Linked DNA regions of Zea mays: region 1 is linked to region 2. A link is a contact called in public Hi-C data. All regions are on one chromosome and are shown on one strand. Each heading gives the region's core, a stretch centred on a gene start, on an enhancer-like site or on the middle of the called end of the contact. The rest is flanking DNA. Distances are from core to core; before and after follow the strand shown.

What was found. A called contact is a pair of places that touch in the nucleus more often than the background predicts.
Region 1: a Hi-C map of tassel shows a contact between it and region 2, with 1.9 times the contacts expected there. The contact joins the enhancer-like site here to the promoter of LOC103634865 in region 2. A contact is called at or near these places in 4 of 25 Hi-C or Micro-C datasets (bundle sheath, ear, leaf and 1 more).

The regions. Positions count from the first base shown.
Region 1 is chr8:17,914,034-17,919,683 of Zm-B73-REFERENCE-NAM-5.0, forward strand. It overlaps the pseudogene LOC100502188. Among protein-coding and RNA genes, the nearest start is that of LOC100277194, 14 kb to the right of the region's middle. Within about 2 kb of position 3,253, at least 19 of the 20 cell types and tissues checked have an H3K27ac peak or open chromatin away from gene starts, as enhancers often do. A contact at or near this core is called in bundle sheath, ear, leaf and 1 more, where this site is marked.
Region 2 is chr8:17,607,309-17,613,273 of Zm-B73-REFERENCE-NAM-5.0, forward strand. It overlaps LOC103634865 (LRR receptor-like serine/threonine-protein kinase), which reads left to right and starts at 4,309. Exons shown (of 2, transcript XM_008657448.4): 1 at 4,309-5,965. The coding sequence starts at 5,130.

The DNA.
Region 1 (5,650 bases), core at 2,003-4,502, 310 kb after region 2:
ACAATCTAGGGTGACCTATTGGGTCCCATCAAAATTAAACCTATGCATTGAATGATAATAAAGAATATTATTGGGTAACAAAAGTGGATCAAGGGCACAACTTGCCTGGCACTTGAGATTCCAGGTACCAACTTGCTTTTCAGATGACACGTGTCCTCGCACTAGTCGTAGCAATACAAACAAACATGGTATAGATAAAATTAACATCACACCAAATATAAGAACAAACTGAATAATAATCTACGCGTCGCTACGAGGTCGAGAGATCGAGAACTACTAAGATCGGAGTTACGGTTAAGGAGTTATGAATTTCCGAAGATTTTATGTGTTTGATACGGAAATAATTAAGTGGTCAAATTTAATATAGTTTTCATGCTAAAACAGAGTCATTAAGTGCTAAACAATATTAATACAAAATTATAGAAATTGGAACGGGTCAAAAACGAGTTAAAATGAATTTTCTATGATTTACACAAGTTCTAGTATTTATTTTTGCATTAAAAATAAATTCCTATTTCATTTTCTTTGATTTTCTAATTTCCTGGACTGGGCGTCAATTATAGGAAAGCGCAGGGGCCTCGGCGCAAGAATCCAGAGACCTAGTGAACAAAAACTACAGACGGCGGGTTCTATTTCCGTAAAGCCTAGGGGCTCATATGAAAAACTGTCTACACGAAGGGGTATTGACTAATCTTGGCCGTTTGATTACACACGGATGGCACAGATTTAATTCCGCAGGTGATGAACCGGTATGGCACCAGGACCGCAGGATCACAGATCAACGAAGCGGATTTAAAAGGGTCGAAGAGTTATTTGAAGATCTAATCTAATCCGTTGATGCAGAGATCAATGGCTACGATTTCCCCCGCCCGAAGCGGTATACCTACTATCTAATCGCGACCGTTGGCTAGTATCCAACGGACGAGGTCCATCTCCTCCCCTCCGACCGCGCCCACGACGGCGAACCGGTCCCCAGCGACGATGCCATGGTCGGTCCACAGCCGGAATACCAGTGAGGCACAACAGCACGCATACGATGGTTCCAAAATAACAAGAAGGCGATTACATAAGGCTCAGGAGGTACCTCGTTGGGGATTCGGCAGCAGAGCGCCCCACCCACGGTGATGGGCGAGTTTGCCGCATTCTGCCCACACCGGTGAGGAAATCCACTGGATTCGTGGCCCGATTGGTTCCGCGGCGACGCCAATCTCACTCTCTAGGGCGCAGCGAAGGTCGTTGGCCAACCACGCGCCCCAATTTGCTTCACCGGCGAAGAACGGGTGCAGCAGCGGACGCCTCCCTTCACGGTCCGCAGCGACGCTCCAACAGGTGATTCTCAGGGATGGTGGAACAGGGCAAGGGTGCACACGTGGTCGGGGAAGGGAATGCGAGGATTTATCCTTAGGTAACGTCATCGGGTGCAATGACCTCCACTTCCCCCGCCCACGGTGAAGTCGCGTACAGTTCACCCACCATCCGCGCGAAGCTCGGACGAGCCGTTGACGACGCACAAGCCTGACGCGCGAGCCCCAGGTGTCAGCGGGAAAGGAGTGAGCGCGCAAGCGATAAGCGGATGTCAGTGGGCCCCTAATGTCAGCCCCCCGCGCGCGCCAGATCCCGGTCAGGTGGGCGACGCAGTGGGTGGTGTATTGGGCCGGATTGGTGTAAGTTGGCCCATGAATGGGGGTCTCTTTTATCCTTTTTCTGGTTTATCTTTACCCTTTCATTTTAAATTTCCAATTTAGACTCCAAATATACATGTTACTTTTGTACTCAATAAAAGATAGATTTTAATCTTACCACTATGGACAGAGTTTAAATTTTATACCTTTTGTTTTGTATTATATAGTATTTCTTTTCCTCCTTTCTCACTTCTAGAATTTCTGTTAGACCTTAAATTATATTGTGTGCTTTAATATATTTCTTTTTATATGATTTTTTTATACTGTCACAAGATGCACACAAAAAAATAGAAACCTCAACATGATGCATGATTTAATTGAGTGTCTTTTGTTAATTATTTATTGGTGTAAGTGAGGTGTCCGCATGAAATGATAAATAGGGATGACACCCATATATGAAAAGGAATATAATTTCTACTCTTAGATTTTCTTTTACAAAGTGGGTATTACAAAACTTCCCCCGCGGGAATATAAACGGGGGAAATTTATCCCTTGACGGGTAAACGGGGATGGGACGGGGAAGCATTCCCCATCCCGTTCCCCGCGGGACCCGTTAAACTTGCATGTGACTATGTTTTTGTGTATCGGTTAACAACAAAAATAAATAATTACCTTGTCAAGAGACCACTAATTGTACAAATGTGTTTATTTTGATGTATGTATAATGATTTATTACATCTGACAATATGTATAAGTGACAATGTTTAACATTAATAACAAAGAACATATGTCTTAATTATAATTTAAATGGAGATAGGGATCCTCGTTGAGAATTTATCCCGTGAGGAACGGGGATGAAGAAGAAATATTCTCCGAAAGCGTTCGTGGGAATCCTCATGAGAAAAAATTTCGTCGCGAAAACGAGTATGAAGAGCTATTCTCCGGCGAGGAATTCCCCGTTGGTTCCCATCCCTACTCCTGCACCTGCAGCGGGCTGGCCGGCTAGCGTGCCGGACCGCCGCCGCAGGGGAAAGAAAGATGTCAGAGCACTGGCCGCTGCCCTGCCAATTAGCAGCAGCTAGGTATCGAGCGTGTGCCCCGCCACGTCGTTTGGACTTTGGGTTTGCCCAGCAGACGCTTAGGCTATCCGCACTCATGGAACCCTAAATTTCTACTCTAAAAGGAATATTCTATCCTCGTCAGCGAGATTCTCTACTCTATCTCACAATCTTTCGCAGTCATATTCATCTTAAATCTCTACCCTATACCAACTACCACATATTCTATTATTTATTTTCACCTCTCTCCTAACCGGCCTTTCACAACGTCTCTCTTGGGCCCCACCTCTGGTCCCACCTCTGTCATCCAGTCGCACGGCAGCGAACGCTGCAGATAGAGTTCTTTTCAGCTGACTATATTTTACAGCTATCTTTCCAGTCACTCGCTGCAGCACCATTCGAACTCTATAGCCTACGGTATTCTTTACAGTTCCTTTTCAAGTACGTGACTGCGGGCTGCCTTACGGCACTATGCTGCGGGTTGCCGGGCCGGGTGCCTCCCAGTCCCAGTCCGTCCAGCCGAAACACTCTCGGCCTCTGAGGCCCAAGACCATACAGCCCATTTTGTGCTGCTATTTTTTTCCTTTCCTTTTATCTTTTCCACCACCCAGCCCAAACACTCCACAATACTCCATAGTGGAGCTGCCGAGCTGTCTGCTGCAGTGGTCGCAAGCCTGGAAAGGGGAAGAACCACAAACCACCTGGAGACTGCACGTGTTGCAACAAAAAAAAACTTCAGCGATGATCATCTACTTCTTCAACATCTACAGCAAGCAGGTCTGGCCGGCCGTTCACTGCGGCGTCTCAAGGGTCAGGATCGACCAAGACCAATCGTCGTCTCCATCCACCCGCACTAGGTAAAACATTGATCGATTTGAACCCCAAAAATAAAACATTCCTCCTGCAGGAACTAAAAAAGGCATTCCTCCTGCAGAAACTGGTGCTGCAGTAGCAGGTGTTTTCATTTATACTCGAGATATGATGAACAATCATAGTTCGTCCCATAATCACAAGAAATGGGTATGGTGCTAGCGACCCTCAATCTGAAAAATCTAGAAAAACAGTCATTTTTGTTACCATCATGTAAAAACCTCTCATAGTTAGTGTACCACGTTTCTCGATCCCATTCCTCGATTCTATCGATCCAGAAACTTTTTGTGACTATGGTGCATCCTTACGCGACTAGACTCGTGGACTTTTGTGTTCCAGCCATCCATACGATTAGAATTTAGTACAACCTCCAAGGTCCAAACCACGGCGAACAGCTACGTCAAGTGGCTGTCTACAACACATGCGTTTACAAACCACGGCGAACACATGCAATAACAGACACTCATCTCAATATAAACTATGCGGACGGCATTTACAACAGCCTTCGACATAGATTGTACATGACATTAAACACACATCAGTTGTCCATGGTTTCGTCCAAAATTCATCCCCATGCGTTTGTTTACCCAGGATTGGGTTATATCATTGGGAGTACACTAGCAAAGTCAAGTTTTAACGCTTTACAACCCACAGGCACGGAATCAAGCGTCTCCCAGACGTCAAATCAAGATAGCAGGAGACCGTTAGGGTTCAGACCATCACATCCTTGGATCTAAGCAGGATAAGAAAAGGAAATAATATAACTTGTTAGGGTGCCATCTTCTACTTGGTTTCGTCACCATCGCAAAAATTGGATTGCACCTAGTGGATGCAATCACCAGTTGGAAACTTCCACGGGCTTGCCAGGAGGACTTCTGCTCCTGGCACGGAATCCATCATTGCTTGTTCTGCTCTGGTCCCTTCCACGTGATCCATAGAACCTGCCGATTGAATGGAGGATACAGACAGTTGGAATTCATTCTTCATGGATGCAGTCACATTCAGTAAAAGATAAACATAGGAGACAAAGTGGTAATAGTTGTCGAAGAAAAAGGGAATAGAACAAATGATGCACCGATTTAATTTTGTTTTCATGCTAAACGAGTTCCGTTAGATCAGTACTTCAACAAGACAGTTAAGTACCAAATAACAACACAGGTTCAGACTTCAGAGATTATATAAACTTCAGAATTTCAAATAATATTGGGTAATTCCAAAGAAAGTAATAAAAAAGGTTGGATCAAATACTAATCAAGTACCTTTCATGAAAACTGAGACCATCGCCAGCCTGATTGTTGCTGGAGCTGTATGAATTATCAAAGATAGCAATTGATCATGTAGCAGGGATACACCAGCTAAAAAAATCATCTGGATAGGAAAATTTATACACACCTGGGTGGAAAGCTCGCATTGTCCCCCGTCTGATTGTTGCGGACACTGTTATCGAAGCTGTAACGTGATTAGTTCATTTAATGTATAGATGGACCAAAGACAATGTATAATAAAATTTTCAACATACCTGCCATGGAAGCTCGTAGTATCACCAAACTGACCGCCACTGGAGCTGTTATACAAGCTGCTAATTGATGACTCTTTATGGCTGTACTAGGCTAAAGGAAGCTATCAAACAGAAACTGAAACACACCTCGAGTGAAAGCTTGAACCACCTCCAGCCTGGTTGCCGAAGTTGTTATTATTGAAGCTATCAGTTGATCTTTTAGCACCATATCCCTGACCACCATAAGAGTCATCAGAAGATGCCCACCGACGTGATCTTCCACCATATCCTCCACGAAGAGCCATTTCTTTCAACTGTGGCGGCACAGATTGGTTTGCACCCTCCAAAATCTTCACAAGGTCTGAAGCGTACTTTGAATCCTGGTCACCGAAGAATGTGTAGGCAGATCCTGTTGCACCAGCCCTACCTGTCCTCCCAATTCTATGGACATAGTCCTCCACACCAGTTGGGAAATCATAGTTAACCACGACCCTGTGAGAAGACATTGTGAAGATTGTCAGGTGGAAACTGAAAGGGGAAGGAGAAGTCAGAAGTCTTCAAGGAATCAAAGTTGTCATTTGGAAGGAAGACGATGCAAACAA
Region 2 (5,965 bases), core at 3,059-5,558:
ATGAACTGACTTTTATAAATTCATAATAAATTCATCTTAGCTTAGAAAAATGTGAAACTAATTTTATTATTTTTCTAAAATCAAGATCTATCTAATGATATATAGTTTAGAATCGTTTGAAACTTTTATAAATCTTATTTATGTTTTCTTATCTATTATTACTCTTGATACATATATTAATAATTTGCACGAGAACTTAAGAAGGACTAAGAGGACACTAATTATATTGACTATGCCAAGTAGTAGGGGTACACATAGAATGTCAGTGTCATATCATTATACATATCTTGATTCTACTTTATTTAAATGCATAATATTGATTTTATTATTGTATACTTCTTACCTTATATATTTATTGTGACCTCCTACCTTATATATTTTTACTAATTTTATATGAATGCATGACCTGCGTGATTTTTGAAGTCAATTGAGGGTACATGTTAAAGTTTTTACCGATTGAATTTTAGATTCCGATCGTAACCGGTGTAATTTTCGTACCGAACTTTCGTTTCCGATGTTTCCGAATTACCGATGTCGTTTTCGTTTCCGGAGTTACCGTTTTCGATATCGTTTCCGAGGAAAAATATGAAAACGAAAATGGTTTTAGTGTTTACCGATCGTTTCCGACCGTTTTCACCCCTATCCGTGGATCACCTTTGCTCTCCTTTTGTCACACCAGTACATTTTTTTCTAATTAAGGAGAAATCAAGATCGTATCGCGACGATCCCGTTCATCAGAGATAGCATCAGCGCCGCCTGCAGTTCAACTTGTTTTAAAAATGCGCTCAATTAATCACAGCTCTGACTTATTTACGGCTGCATGCGGCGGCCAGTGATGCTTCAGCTGCATGATGCATGCCAAATAAAACTTCAAAAATCCTAGCATTCGGTCAAAAAAATGCGCATGTGTACTATATGCAGAAGAAAAGCAGAGGTAGACTAACTAGTGGCAGGCAAGAGCTAGCAGCGTGATACATACAGCCTGGTAGATCTGGATCATAACAACGCAGTGAAAACTTTGACAGCTAGTACCGTGCATGGGTGAATCATTAGGTGTGCCTTATTAGTACTCCCTCCGTTTCTTTTTATTAGTCGCTGGATAGTGCAATTTTACACTATCCAGCGACTAATAAAAAGAAACGGAGATAGTAGTTAACTAATTTATCGTGACACTAGAAGATCATTAACCATCTATGCTACTCTACTGCTATGTCTCCTGCTTTCTTTCTCCATTTCCTTTCCGTCGTCCACGTAAAAAAAAAACTGACCACCTTTTCATCACACCCCTGTGGTCAGGTCAGCTTTGAGCCCATCCCTGCATTGCATGCCGCGATGTATCATTGCTCAACACAGCTATAAACCGTTAGTGTAAATGCGTCTTTGTTGACGCTTTTTATTTTTATTTTTTAAAAAATCTACCATATCATTAGAAATCATGTGCTTACAGCCTTACACTAACAGCCTTCGTATGCATACTAGGTACTAGTACACATCAGATTTTTACTGGCGTATTTCAAGAGAAGCATTAGTCTGCAAACACATGATTTTTACTGATGATTTTTTTTTTATAAAAAAAACTTCACTATAAATGGTTTTCTTCACCTCACGCCACTGCAAATAATTTACAAATGAATTTTTTTTGAATGGTCTTTGATGAAGAAAACGGTTTGATTAAAGTTGTGCCACTTAAAAAGATCTATGCCTTTGTAGCTGGCTGCCTTTTCATTTGAAACTATATTTAAGCTCCCAAAAAAATACGTTTGGGTTTCTTATATTTGAAACTCGAAACTTTATTAACAATCGTGAATGAATGAAGAAACTATCGAAACTAAAACTGTAGATCCTCAAAAGTTATAAAACTTTGCAGCTAACATTTTTTTTTAAAAAAACTGAACTTATTTAGGATACCAAATACTCTTTTAAAAATAGGGTAAAGGTAAAGTGTGGTTGACGAATATCGTAAATGGTTTGTTGTTCGTATGTTTGAGCGTCCATCAAAAATATATAGTCATCTTACTATTAAAAATTGAATAACAAGGTGGTTGAGGTAACTTAGATTTACTGGTGGGGTAATACCAATATGGTTTTACAGTATAAAAGTTATCTGGACCTGTGCATCGCATCAGTCTGTGCCCCCTGTACTTCAATGCAACGCAGGACAGGAGTAGTACTACCATTGTTGCCTGTCCCAGATAGAAACCCTAGTTCCGATGTAAATCCTCTGCAAGTTCTACTCATTGGAATTACCGTCTTCCACGGGATTAGAGGTGCAGTGTCCTGGTTAAACCAGGACTGCTCTTTTGCCGATGTGAATTTGGGAGGGGCGAGGAGGAGGAGGACTGGACTGGAGGAGGTAGATCTAGATCTCTGAGCCTGCAAAGTTTTCAGTGGTACATCGCCAGAGACTCTCTCTTTTTTTTTAACCGCTGCCACTACCTCTCCATCAGCACGAATTACAAGAAAGGCCGGGGTGATGGCATTATTAGTTTATTACCTCTAGTGCTAGGTGGTTGCGGTAACAGCAGCAGCAGTAGATCCCATCTAGCGGCGCGAGGGCATGTGCCGCCCTCCGTCCATCAATGGGCGGCGTGGATCTGATGCATCCTTTTGTTTAACCTCTGCAGAGCGGGAGCAGGCGGGGCAGAGATCTAACAGTAAGAAAGTGCTGTGATTGTTAATTAGTCTGTTAATGCGCGACGGAACTTATAATCTAACAGTTGTGTTACCACCGCTTCACCCAGTAGCGAGTACTCCAGCTGTGATCTGCCCCCTTTTTACTTTGTTTTCTTTACCCCCACTTTTCACCTTTCGGCTAATTTCAACCATCCAGATTCTTGCTTCGGTTGCTTGCCATCCCTGTAGTGCCTGTAACAATCACAAGTTCACGCCACAGGTGGTTTGGACAAAAGGTTATTGTAGTAATTATAAGTGGTTTTTTTTGGAAGTGAGCATACGTACTGAGTGAGGGAAATGAAGAGTTGTTTACTATCCTTACGTTCTAGATTATAAGTTATCTTGGACCATAAAAACAGTTCATTAGAAGGTTTAGGACCTATTCAGTATTAGGAGGAGTAATTGTTAACTAGCTAAAGTTAACTAAAATCATAATCTGTACCTCATTCAAACAGAAGATATTTTTTTATCAGTCTTTAGCTAGCTATAATCAACTAGTTACCTAGCTAACTCCAGATAAATTCCAAGTGTTTTTTTAGCTCTAAGGGCGTTCCAATTGTTAGCTACTAGCTAGATTCACTCTATTTCCTACATGGATAGAAAATATGGAGAAGACGAGAATAGCTAGTGACGAATGACGAGCAAATATATAAGAGATTTCACGTATTCCAGAAAACTGAGTGTATTACGTGTGGACCATATACTAGTAGTAAGATAAGTTATTAATTTTATTATTCCTTGAGCTCTACATCAGCTAGCTATTTGAGATAGCCATTACGGACTCCGTAACTAGTAGCTAGTCCTAGTGATTTAAACATGCCCCCTGTCGAAGTAAAAAATAAACAAAAACGGGCTAGAAACTGTAGGAAAACGGAGGGAGAAGTTACATGCCACGTGTTGGTGGCCACTGTTATTGTAGGCGAGCCGTTACGTTCCCAAGATATTCTTTGCCCACTGCCCCCCGCCATCGCTGTCGCATGGCATGATGCGCTTGCCATGCTCACCGCACGCAGATGCCGCGGCAGGCAGCGCGGCGTGCGTGGTGAAAAAGTCTTTGCGCTGCCCGTCCGCCCGATTCTTTGTTTTCCTCGGCAGGAAGCCAGGAAGGGTTACACAGAACGCTGCGTAGGCTGTAGCATCATCATCCATGCAGCCGCAGCGGCTTCACTTCACACAGCCTTTTCATGACGGCGGAGCTGCCTGCCTCAACTGAAACCTGACCGACGCGATGCGATGCAACAGCTTCAGACGACCTTTAGTGGATGTGATTCACCATCTTTTCTTTGAGTGCCAAACTAAAGGGGTGTTTGGTTGCTCCTGCTAAAGTTTAGCCCGGGTCACATCAAGCGTTTGACTTTTAAATAGGAGTATGAAATATAGACCCAACCAACTGGACTAGATTCGTCTCGTCTTTTAATCTTCGGCTGACAAATTAGTTTTATAATCCGACTACATTTAATACCCGGAACGGAGGTTCAAACATTTGATGGGACAGAGGCTAAATTTTAGCGGGGTGTAACCAAACACCCCTAAGTCTCACTTCTCTTCCCCATCTCAGGACAGGTACAAATCAGTAGAAAAAACACTGTAACAACTGTAAAAATCAGTAGAATTAAAACCAAGCGCTGTTGTATCACCAGTCAGCACAGGTACATAATACTGTAATAAAGTAGCGTTGCTACTTGACAGAATGACAGTGCAATAAACAAGCATAGGGATGAGACCGGGGTGCGGTGCGGAGCGTCCTGAGTCCTGACGGCCGGCCTGCCTGAGTGCCTGACCCAACCGGTGGCCTCGGATCCGGAGATTCCGCAGACACACATGAGTGCCAGCCACTGCTACCCACACCACCCGCTCTCTCTCTCTCTCTCTCTCTCTCTCTCTCTCTCTCTCTTCTTCTCCCTCTCCTCCTGTCCTGGTACTTTGCAATGTCTGAACTTGAACCGGAACCAGCTTGCTGCCACCTAATCTGCCGTTTCTCGCTGCTTTCCTGCTCCACCTTTCCCTCTCTCCTGCTCATCGGCGTATAACAGCTGCACTGCATCCACGTTGTGGCGCATGGCCGTGGCAGTGGCGTGCCTCTGCCTCTTCTTCTCCCTCCGCTAAAACCTGTTGTCTTGTCAGTGAGGCTTCGCTTAAACCTCGCCACCAATCCACCTACTCCCTGGCTTTGCAAGCAAAGCAAAGCAAAGCCGCAGAGCCACTTTCTTTGCGCTGCGCTGCTGCTTCCGGCACAAGCAACGACACAGATTTGCAAGTGACACCAGCTGCAGCTGATCCTACAGCACCGCCTCACCTCATCCTCCTCATCGGCTTCATCGTCGTAGTTTGGTCGCCTGCCTGGGTGGATATGCTCTGGGAGTGAAGTGTAGTATCTCTCAAGTACAGTGTCAAACGCTGTCGGCTGCCTGCCGACCTGGCAGGCTGTGGTTTCGTAAGCTGAGCTGCAGAGGAGGATGCCTCCTGACGTGATGAACGGGAGGTGGAGGAGCGCGTGCGCGGCGGCGGCGGCGCCGCTGCTGCTGTGGTGCGCGCTTGTCCTGGCGTGCATGGGCAGCGCGCTGGCCGTGGACGCGCAGGGCGCGGCGCTGCTGGCCTGGAAGCGCACGCTGCGGGGCGGCGCGGAGGAGGCGCTGGGGGACTGGAGGGACTCCGACGCGTCGCCGTGCCGGTGGACGGGCGTGTCCTGCAACGCGGCGGGCCGGGTCACGGAGCTCAGCCTGCAGTTCGTCGGCCTGCACGGCGGCGTCCCCGCCGACCTGCACTCCTCCGCCGTCGGCGCCACGCTGGCGCGCCTCGTGCTCACGGGCGCCAACCTCACGGGCCCCATCCCGCCGCAGCTCGGGGACCTGCCGGCGCTGGCGCACCTCGACCTCAGCAGCAATGCGCTCACGGGGCCGATCCCGGCCGCCCTCTGCCGCCCGGGGAGCAGGCTCGAGAGCCTCTACGTCAACTCCAACCGCCTCGAGGGCGCCATCCCGGACGCCATCGGCAACCTCACGGCGCTGCGGGAGCTCGTCGTCTACGACAACCAGCTCGAGGGCCCCATCCCGGCGTCCATCGGCCAGATGGCCAGCCTCGAGGTGCTCCGCGCCGGCGGCAACAAGAACCTCCAGGGCGCGCTCCCACCGGAGATCGGCAGCTGCTCCAACCTCACCATGCTCGGCCTCGCCGAGACCAGCATCTCCGGCCCGCTCCCGGCGACCCTGGGCCAGCTCAAGAGCCTCGACACCATCGCCATCTACACCGCGATGCTCTCCGGCCCGATACCTCCCGAGCTCGGCCAATGCAC